2 separate regions of the Xenopus laevis genome follow, and region 2 is linked to region 1. Evidence: chromatin contacts called from public Hi-C data. All regions are on one chromosome and are shown on one strand. The core of a region is the stretch at or near the end of the contact, and the rest is flanking DNA. Distances in the headings are between cores, read along the strand shown. Region 1 overlaps myo3b.L (myosin-IIIb). Region 2 holds the start of gad1.1.L (glutamate decarboxylase 1).

The links. A called contact is a pair of places that touch in the nucleus more often than the background predicts.
Region 2: a contact with region 1 is called in a Hi-C map of the XL177 cell line, with 4 times the contacts expected there. The contact joins the promoter of gad1.1.L here to the enhancer-like site in region 1. A contact is called at or near these places in 3 of 4 Hi-C or Micro-C datasets (the XL177 cell line, the XTC cell line and animal cap).

Annotation. Positions count from the first base shown.
Region 1 is chr9_10L:75,518,845-75,524,580 of Xenopus_laevis_v10.1, forward strand. All of the region lies in intron 9 of myo3b.L (myosin-IIIb), which reads left to right. Among protein-coding and RNA genes, the nearest start is that of myo3b.L, 74 kb to the left of the region's middle. Within about 2 kb of position 2,772, at least 1 of the 7 cell types and tissues checked has an H3K27ac peak or open chromatin away from gene starts, as enhancers often do.
Region 2 is chr9_10L:75,636,411-75,642,147 of Xenopus_laevis_v10.1, forward strand. It overlaps gad1.1.L (glutamate decarboxylase 1), which reads left to right and starts at 2,936. Exons shown (of 17, transcript XM_018233979.2): 1 at 2,936-3,297; 2 at 4,475-4,625. The coding sequence starts at 4,556.

The DNA.
Region 1 (5,736 bases), core at 1,522-4,021:
CAGTGAGAAAAGCAATTATTAGGGCAAGAGTGGAAGTCCAGGCATTATATATGGGAAATTGTACCAAAAGGTTCTAGAGGTCATAATCCTGACCATCCACTTGCAGCTACAGAAGGCAAGGTAAAGCCAGAGGAGAAGTATTCATCTCATGCTTGTTTCTGATATCCATACTATGAAGACACTTAGATAGTTCTGCCACCCTCTCCCTTCTATGGGGAGACTGGACCCTTACAGATGTTGTGCTTCCCTTCTCTTAGCATTAGTGCATCAAGGTCCCAAATTCCCTTGTAGCAAGACAAGGCACAAATATACATTGCAGTTGACCTTCAAGTTTAACTAAATTGTTAAGTGGTTTGTCTGTATAGTCTTAAGATGGCCATACATAAACTAATTTATGAACTGACTGTGATCTAATAGGATTGCAGTACAGTCTGGCTAAAGTGCCCATCATGATCCTATACAGGCCAAAGTGGTTGGGCAGCAAGATTGTAATTGCCAAACCCACCTGAGCAAATCAATTATGGCCACTAAGAGAGAGAGTTTGCTAAATCAGAATCTGTTCAGTATAGAATACACTGTGATACTGTCTATAAGTATATCTATAATTAGTTTCCTCAACAAAAGTTAAACCTCCTCTTCTAATGACCAAAACTTTGCATAACACCAGGCACCAGGGTGGTGCCTGGTGACCAATAAATGTGCCTTTAGAATATTCCACCTGCATTGATGGCGTGCAGAATAACTGCCAGAGATGAGGGCCCAAGTACCCAATTCAGGTTGGCGGCAGGTCCAATTTAACAGGGTTTGTTAGAAAACAAATGTGTGAGTGGTTGTTATGAATTGCTGGACCTGGTGTTAACTTTGTGTATGTTGTTACATTACCCCAAATGTGTTACTGTTAATAACTTGCTTAACCTTGCTCTAATATTCCTGCTATCCTACCAACAACTGCTGTTCTCTGGGCCCCTATATATGCAGATCCAATCTAACTGCTCTTATTTGTACTCCCCAAAGACAGCTCTGGTATGTTTTATAGCACAATATACTATACTAGCAGCTCATAAATGAAAAATAATTATAGCATTTCATCTATTTACCAACAGATACTGGAAGCATCATACTGTGCCCACTTTGTAATCTTTATTTTCCTTTATTATGGTGAACTGCTCACAAATTGCATTTATATTCCCTGCCTCCTATCTTCAGCTAGCCCCATCATTTAAAAAAAAGAAGGAAACTGGCTGCTTTTCTGTCTTTGCCCAGAGGGTGGCAGGACTTCACTGCTAAAGAGAAATTAATATGCATCGCTGTTCAGCTCTAGCTCAAGCCACACTTGCATAGCAAAACTCGAAACCACAAGAAACATGTATGAATATATCTTCTGTATTCCCTGTTTAATGAAAAGGCCATAGATTTGCTTTTTTTATTCCACTTATAGTAAACTAATATTAAACGTACTAATAAAAAACCAGAACAGTATGTTGATGTATTTCTATTTCAGTAAACCACACCATGCCATTTGTATTGACATAACTCTGTACTCTGTCCAGCTGGTAGTAGATTACCCCGTACTGACCAACATTTGTGTGGAAAGTATATACAATGAGGACTAAACAAGAGGTTCAGGATTTAAGGTTCTTCATATTTAACAAGCTCATCTGGTTGACTGAACAAATTGAAATTCCAGCACACTCATACTGCAAGAAAGGCTTGACTTATTTTAATATGTTAGTGACATTATCTCAGTGAATATCAGTGATTACATCTGCATCTGGGCATTCCATCTCCCCTCAGACAAACACCCAGAACTGAGACGCCAAATAATCTAGAGCGTGTTTTTTCTAGTATATGTGCTGCCCAATGGCTGTTAACTGGCCTCATTATCATAAGCAGTGAAGCAGATATGCACTGGGCTATTTAGGAAGTAGAGGAGAAAGGCCACCAGCAGCAAAAGACTTGAAATGGAAAAAAATGCAGCCTATTTAAATATGTTCTTTTCCTGCTATACAATTGGATTGCATGGATTTGAGAATGTGATGAAACTGTTGTAGAGCTCCCTGCCGTCCCCAAAATCCAGAAAAAATAAATATCCACTAGTAATATAAAATATGGATATCTCTCTATGTCTAGTTGTGAAAAACTTTTAGTACATCAATATAAAACAAGTTGCGATGATTTTACCAGGTCTAGTATACCCTAGTAACCAATAATAACGAAATTAGTCTTTGTTATTCAAACAGGGGATCTGCAACACTGATTGGCTGTTATGTTTCACTAGTTCCCTGACTTGGCAAAGTGAATTCTTTAATGCCTTAGGGCAGGGGTCCCCAACTTTTTTTAGCCATGAGCCATATTGAGTTGGGGAGCAACGCAAGCATAAGAAATGGTCCTGTGTTGAATGAATTAAGGGCTGTGATTGTGAATTTAGTAGCCCCTATGTGGACTGGCAGACTACAGGAGGCTCTGTTTGGCAGTTAACCTATTTCTTATGCAACCAAAACTAGCCTTCAAACCTGGAATTGAAAAATAAGCAATTGCTTTGAGGCCACTGGTAGCAACATCCAAGGGGTTGAGGAGCAACATGTTGCTCACGAGCCACTGGTTAGAGGATCACTGCCTTAGGGACAACGCTGGTATAATACCTGGCACTACCCTGTGCACTTCCTCTCATGTCCCTCTTCTCCTGCCCAAATGATACATGCATAATATAGTCCATATGAAGATTACATAGATCTTGCTCAGCTCCAACCCAATGTTGCAATAAGTGTAGGGCACTGGGCTGGAGCCTTAAAGGGCATGTGTTACTCTAAAATATGTTCCCACACCAGAGATGTGGGCTAATAGAGCCTACTCTCTGGGTGGGGGTAACAGTTTATTTTAAACACAATTGGCCCGCCACAGCTAGGACACCTTGTTGTTAGGGTTGCCACCTCACCCCTTTAAAACCCAACACACATGGAATACACAACCTGCATGGCTAATTAGCAATTCATTTAGATGCATGGCTGCTCATAAATCAGTTCAGTCTGCAGCATGCATTTAAAAATGAGTTTCTAATTAGCCATGCAGGCTGTGTATTCTATATGTGTTCGGCTTTAAAGGGGTAAGGGGGCAACCCTACATGTTATGCAGTGCTCATGCGCATAATGATCATCTGATGTCTTGTGCATTCACATATTGAGAAAGTTGCAGCATTCACTCCCTCCCAATGCAGGCGTCCTAGTGCTCATAGGGCAGTTTTTTAAAGAAAACAACCTATTTTTACTCCCAAACAAAGGGTGGTCTCTATTAGCCTACTACTTTGGTGGGGGAGATATTTTAGAGTAACAGGTGCCCTTTAAAACAAAAAAGGGAACAGATTTTTTCTACACAATTGGCCATCCACCCCAAAGTTGCTACCCTTGGCACATGCTTTCCAGTACCTACATATAGCCCTGCTTAAATGATAATTTAATAAAAATCACAAAGTTTTTTCCAGGTCTAGTAATCAAAAGGAACTAACAGGTAGTAGCTTTTCCTCACTTTCATCCTCTTCTGATTGGTTGCTATGGGTTGCTATACCTGGTGCAAACTTTGTGACTTTAATAATGCTACCTTTTAATTCCTTGTAAGTATATAAGATGCAGAGATCACTATAACATAGTAACATAGTAAGTATGGTTGAAAAAAGACACACATCCATCAAATGATTCACTTTCCATTAATGGCATAGGCCACTGGTTGCTCAGTATCAGGGCATGATTAGCAGCAGACATGACAGAAGTGGTTGGGCAGTTCTCTGTAGCTTGTACCTGTCTATGAGCTATTCAAAAGCATGGTCAACTCTTTGCAGGTGTTTATTCATTCTGCAATACATTGCAGTTCTAGCAATGTAATGTCTAAGTTTATGGACTTCTGAAAATGGTGGGTTAAAGTTGCTCACCTCAATGATCCTGGTTGCAACTAGGAGAGACTTGGCTGGAGCTGTTGAAGACAAGGTCATACAGGTTTAAACAAAAGATAACTTGTAAATGATAAAACATGGCCAAGAAAGAGTATGTAGGAGTAGAACATAAATGTAAGTAAAATTCCTAATGTAATGGAGTACCTGTGCTGTGCCAGATCACTTCACTGCTGTGATAAATACTGTTAGTTCTCTGGGTGACCTGCTGTCTCCCACCAGCTGTTGCCAGATTCCAAGTTGATTAACATTCATGTCTAAGAATATTTAGCTAATGCAAATGTGCAGTCTCAGAAGTTCATACATGCTGGAAATATTTAGGAGCTGATAAGATTTGTTCCAAAAAACAAAAGATTCTATGAACCCGTTACAATATACCACTGCATCTGTATGTAGCGCTGTTATTATAGGGAATGATGTTCCTTATTAAAAAAACTAAAGAATACTGTAATAAAAGAAGTATCATGACCATATACTTGTACAAGCTACAGATTATAGGACTTGGGTTGACTTGTACTATCATTATGTATTAAAATAGGAATCATGTCACACATAATTTGCAAGGTTATTCTCCTAGGTTATTCATGGCTGTTGTGTATTAAGCTTATTAGTTAAATTATAGTTGGGAAAAGAAAGGTAATGCTTGTTGATTTATTGTAGAGGAACAGTAGAAAGAAAAGATGGGAAGCAAGCATGCCAAATAGTAGAATGCTACAAGAACAGAGATGTATTATCTTTCTATGGAAGTACTGTAAGTCTACTGACATAGAGAAACTGGTATAAAGCAACTTTTGTTACCTCTATGCTACGATTATTTGTGCATGTACGTTTGCCTGACAATACCAACCGATTTTCATGTACTATGTATATCGGTCTGTCTGTAGACTGGGCCAGTTTGAAAATTGCATGTTGCATAGCCAGCACCTGCTTTTGCTGTTGTGAGGACTGTTGTCCTGAACAAAATGAACAAAATATGTGGCTATATTGTATATTATACAGAAGAACTAGTTCACCCTGGCCTCTCTGAATGCTTCTGGTCACTACTTGGCTTAGGTAGGGATTGGCACCCTCCCCAATAAAGCCTGTATAAAAAAGAAAACTTGTGTATGGACCCTTGTGCGGTAATCAATAAGGTACGGGCCAGAAAACCTTACAAGCTCAGGCTGTGTATGGTCACCTTTATGTACACCTTTATGTACCTGATTTGACTGTATCTTGCTATATAAATAATTATCAAATGTCCATAATGGGCATTATAATTTGTAACTTCATTGCGAACAGAGTGAAAGGAAATGCAATGATGTACACATTAACTACTCTGAAAAAGTTTCTAATGGCACCTTTATACACAGTGTGTGTGGTTGTGCAGAGATTGAATGTCTTTCTCCATCCTTCATAAAATGGGAGTGAGGAATCACTAGCAAAATATGATTTCTGCTGGAAGCAGGGCCTCCAAAGATGCTCTGGAATCCAAAACATGGATCCTTGCTCTGGGATCCAAAACATGGATCATTGCTCTGAAATCCAAAACATAGATCCTTGCTCTGGAATCCAAAACATAGATCCTTGCTCTGGAATCCGAAACATGGATCCTTGCTCTGGAATCCAAAACATGGATCCTTGCTCTGGAATCCAAAACATGGATCCTTGCTCTGGAATCCAAAATATGGATCCTTGCTCTGGAATCCAAAACATGGATCCTTGCTCATTTCCATTTCATCAACATACCCTTCCAGCTAATACAGGGATTAGGCTGCATATGTGGGAAAACTGTTTAGTCTTTACATGTACCAATC
Region 2 (5,737 bases), core at 1,686-4,185, 120 kb after region 1:
AGTTTAGCCCAATAGCATAGAGCGTTTGCTTACATTTTTGAGCCTAGCTGGGCTTGAAAGCATGTTTCCAGTGCATCTGTAGTTAAGCTTGGGGTTCCTATTTTAGAGCATTAGGGTATATAAAGAGTCAGTTTTAGGGAAGAAATATATAAAATTTACTGTAATATTAATATATTAGCTATGCACAGATACAGCTAAAGGTGCAGCAGAATGGAAAGCCTGATTCATTAAATCGCTACCCCTGTTTTCCTACATTGCCTCCTCTTCTATAACTCTAGCTATGGTGGAAATGATGCTGAATAACAGGAATATGAGCGGAATGTGACATCCAGACTAACCTATAACTTGTTTAGACCTACCTTAGTTTTACTCCTGAGCCAAGCCATTACCTACTAAAGCCAAATTTTTGTTTAGACAGTCCATGATGCATTGGGTTTTAAAAACCTCTATCTTTTTCTATCTTTTGGCACAGCATTTTGGAGCATATTTATGAAACATGTTATTGTGATATGTGAGATAGTATCACTAAATGTTGTGTTATTATGAGACTGATTCATCAAAATGTCTAAAACAAGCACATGAAGAATGAATCAGCTGGACAATATAACTTGACATGCATTGATAACATCTGTGAGAGATCATATCCCCCATTTGATCGATGCAGCCTTCTCATTGAAAGCCACGTCAGTAGCCTGCATGATTATTATTGGCTCCTCATGCTTATTATTTCCAGCCCTCCTCACAGAGCCTCATTTCTAAATAGATTTGTATAGAAAAGCTTAGAATGTGTGACATGATCTCTAGGAGATAACTGAGAGAATAGTTTTTTAATTACATGGAAAGTGGCTTAAAACAAAGTCAAAGTGAAATGTGTATATGAGTAGGACACAAGACGGAAAGCAACAGCTACAGGTCCAAGCTTCCTATGTGTTCCAATGCAAAGACCCTTCTCCACTAATGCACTTTAGCTATTTGATATTAACCATCAGCATGAGGTAGGATGAAAATGGATAGAACTTTTGAAGGTTCAAGAACAAGCTTAGAAGAGGACGTGGGAGTGCCAGACTTATTTAGACCTCCTGCCATGAAACAGCTCAGTGGGATTGTGTATAACACTTAACTACATGGGTAGATATGTGTAAACACACAAAGCATACTGTGAAACCACCAAAGCATCAAAATGCTAACCTAAGAAACAAATGAGCAAGGCTAACCGGGGAAGCAGAAGTAGGAAGAGTGAAGATGGGAGCAGAGAGTGTCAGGAGTCCTTAGATCAAGCAGGCAGAAGAAATGAGTAAATATAAAGTGGAGCAAAAATTTGAAATAATAGCAAAATGGGACAGGAAAAGAAGGGAGATAAGAAAAAGTGAATGGAGAGAGAGAAAAAGAAGGAATAGAGAAGTGGGGCTGGAGAAAGTAAGGGAGAGGTGATGTTTGAAGAGTGGGCAGAATTGGAGCGACACATAAGAATAAAGAATGTAATAAGGAAAACTGGAGAGAAAGAAGTAGAGAAGTGGTCTGGAGAAGATAGTAGGGAGAAGAGTATGACAGAGGGATAAGGATTACTAGCAACAGTGAAAAGAATGAGGAAAAGTTATAACAAATAAGGAATTGTCTAAATAACTAGGCGGGAGTGATGGGACAAGAAGGGTTAAAAAAGGAGAAAGTGATTCAGAAGGGAACATGAGAAGACATAGAAAGAGTAGGAAGCAATAAGGAAAAGAGGAAACAGAGAGGGACGGGCTGAAGTGGAGAAGGTTGGGTGGGTGGTTGATGAAACATTCCTATGCTGTCCTGGCTCAAAACAGGACAAAAATTATAGAAACAAAAAATCTGTTCTGCATTATACAATTCTTGCATGTGTATTATTAGATGCTATGTTTTCGATGTATTTTTTTCACTTTTAGTACCTCCCAGGCAGCAGTGTTACGCGCTCAGGCAGGCTAAGCCCATCACTGTCCATGGTGCTGAAAAGACAGAAGCTTGGAAATTGCTCTGCATTGGGTCACTTTCTCTTACATCCCTCATAATTGACATCTTAGTTTTACTTATTGAAGAAAAAATTCAGATAGTTGATAATATCCTAGGATTTAAGATAAACGCTGTGTGTTTGGTTTATTGTTTATATACCACTAGCAATTGATGGTATCAGCCCCTAAGTCTTTGCCAACTTTAAAGCTAATCATGGGTTTTTCTTTTTTTTTTTCAAACTTGCAGATTAATTTGGAAAATGACTATATATATATATATATATATATATATATATATATATATATATATATATATATATATATATAGACATTCTCTTTATAGAACCTATACATTGTTAAGAACGATTTATTGCAAAAGGCTCATTGTTCATGATATGGATTTATTTGCTAGAACGGTGATGCCCTCTAGTGTCCACTGGGTGACAAAACAAACAACATCCATCATCCCGATGAAATGTATGTAGGATTTAATGACATTAAAAGGACAGCCTGAATATTTGGAGACTGTATTAAACAGTATAAGTTGGGCACGCCTTTTCCAGTTGCTAAAGCAAGAAATCTGATTAAATAAGAAAAAAATAAATGGGTCAAACTATAGGCAGTCAAACTTTAAGAAACGATGAAGACAATAATGCAATGAAAGTGCTAAAATAAAACAAAAATGTGTCTGAGACAAGGGGGAAGTTCAGGGGGGATTTTAAGCAGCCAAGGAGGATAATGAATCAATGTTATGCAATCACAATACTATTGTTTCACCCCGTCTTATAACTTAAGTGTTGATTAACCCCTTTAGCAGGACTCAGGGGAATAACAACTGTATCTCTCTCCCCCCATCTGGATCTGTCTATTGGAACATGGGGGTGGGATAATAGATGAGGGCTTTTCCATGGGAAAAGAGTGTGATGGGTGTATAATGTACAGCCCCAGTATTCCCTACGTACTGCTCTCCAACCTGCAGGCATAAAGGAACAGGGGAAAGTCAGTCACGTTAGCCTGTGGCTGGACACACGAGCTGCTCAGCAAGTGATGTGCTCCCTACACACTGTGTGGACTAAAGGAGGCGCCAGTGACTCATGCCTGCGCACACACACAAACTGCCTCTCCTGCCTGTCTTTAAAATAGCACATCCAAGCACTTGTGGAGGAGACAGGGGCATCCTTAATTCCTTCCTGCGCCCCCATTGACATTCAAACGTCTTTCTTTTCTGGAGTTTGTATAAAGAGGAGTTTATCTGGCTGCTAGGTCCACACTTCAGCCAGTTGGACTAAAGTGTTCTGGATTTGGGTCCCTCCAGGTACAGTAGTAGGTAAGCTGCTCATTTCATTATTTGCTCATATAGATTGACAGGCAGACCGATAAATTATATGATAGACAGATAGTCACAAACAGTCAGACAGATAGATGATAGATAGATAGATAGATAGATAGATAGTTAGATAGATAGATAGATAGATAGATAGATAGATAGATAGATAGATAGATAGATAGATAGATAGAGGATAAGATAGGAATTCTTGCATAAGTGATAATATAACCTGTTACACCATCCTATGCTCACAGCTCTGGCATCTCGTTCAAGGAGGATACAGGGCTCACCTTGCTCTCAGCGATGCCCATAAACCACACATCCTTTCATTTGATCAATTCATTTCTAATGAATATTTGATTTCATTGGAAGAAACATAAAACCTGTGGAGGGTGACACCAACCTGATCAACACACCGACATTTGGTAAATTGTGCAAAAGCACACAATACTAATGAATCAGTGAGGGTTCTCATTTATTTTAGAGCACCAGAGACATGTTTGTACAAATTTCAGACATCAATGTCTTTGTATTATATATAGAGAGAGAGATAGGGTGGACGTTAGATTAATAAATAGATAGATTCTTACTGTATTTGGTATCTTTAAATGTACATTTAAAAGCTTTTAACAGTTTTCTGCTTTATGATACAAATAACTTTAATATCTATATTAAATGCATTACCTACCTTCAGTGCAGCCCAACACACAAACAGGTATAATTTTAGGGGGAATCAGAGACACAAAAGGCATATTTATCAAGCCAGTATTTCTAGATCTCTCTGTATTCTTTGTGTTGAAATAATTTGGTGTGCTAATCCTCCCCTGTCCCTGTGCAATTCCCCCCGACACAAGTCATTATGAGAGAGCTCAGTGCCCATTGATATAATTACTGGAGATCGCATGCTCCACTGAGCCAGTCTGTTCTACACAGGACAAATCGCTTAGGCAAAAGCCTGGAAATAATGTCACTTCAAACGACTTTTGCCTCCTTGGAGCCCTCAATGCCAGAGATGGCCTAAGAAGTTCTCCCTTTGTTAGCCAAGTGCTCGCAGCAGAATTAGGATCTAGGTCATTGCCACCAGGACACTGACTTGCCATTGGCATCTTCATTTAAGTTGGATCTATTGAGTCTGTGCTTTCTTGGTCTTAACAATGACTTCCCTTCTATGTTTGAGGTGGATCTCGCTATCCAGTCTTCAAAGAGGATTGTGAACATTAGGCAAAATCATCAGTCCAAAAGGATTGTCTCTGGAGAGATGGCATCGTCTTCCCCTTCATCGTCCGACACCAACCAAGACACCAACCCCATCAATCTGCGACCCACAAGTAGGAAACCATTATTTTGTATTCATCCTTCCATTTAGCAGAACAAGGGGAAATGCAATAAAATAAAACTGAATGTCCCCTTTCCCGTGTGGGAAGCTGTATGTTTGGAGGGTGATTTATTTAAGTCACAAAAGTAAAATGTAGCATAAAAAAAGAAAATCTGTCAGGATTTTGCTGGTGATTTGAATCACAATCTGTGCAATTTGCTGGTTTTATGTTCTTTCTGTACAATCTATAATCACCCAGCATTTTGTTAGTAATTACAGCTACTGGGGACTAAATTACATGTAAGTGGATGGCATTGTACTTGGCAATAGGAGCAGGCTGGGGGGTTAAATTTACCCCCAGCTCTGCCTGACCAATTTAGGCTACTCTGTTGAAAAGGGGGAAGGTGGGTGAGGTGATCACCATAGACAAAGAGAGGGAAGGGAGTGTGGCTGTGAGTCTGAGGAGGATGCAGGGGCTCTGATGCATGAACAGAGAGTCATTATTGTGATCATTCTGGAACGAAATAGAATGGAGGGGGGGAATCAAACTCACAAATCAGAGAAAGAAACAATAAAGGCATTTGCCTTGAGCTCTCTGGACATTGCACTGTGTTCTTAATAGATGGTATTAATCTGAATAGACTTCATTAGCCAATAAAAACCTTTAGCCTTTAGTCGATGGGACCTGCAGAGATTTTACGTTGTGACTTGTTTATTGGTCTTCTTATAAAACTTTGTGTTGTGCTGGCGAATGCCAATCTAATCATGTGAGCTAGGAAAGGGTTAATAAAATGTCCTGGTGTACGGTCTTGGTGAGGGAGAGCAATCGGCTGGGGGTTTAATCAGATACCCAGAATGCTCTCTGCCTGTCCCCGCTGGTTATGGGATGAGGAATGCCTGAATTCACGTAACTGAAATAATTCTCTTTTTTTCCGGGGTCATTCATTTAGCCCTGAGCCCCAATACACCCCTCGCATGTGACTGCCGTCTCAGCCCTATCCAGTGGTGGGAGAGACCCCCCTTGCCCCCACACATACCTGTCTGCCACCCTGTGCTCTTCCTCCATCGTTGTCTCTATACAATCTTTGGGAGCAGTTAGGTTGCATTTATTTGCTTCAGGGAAAC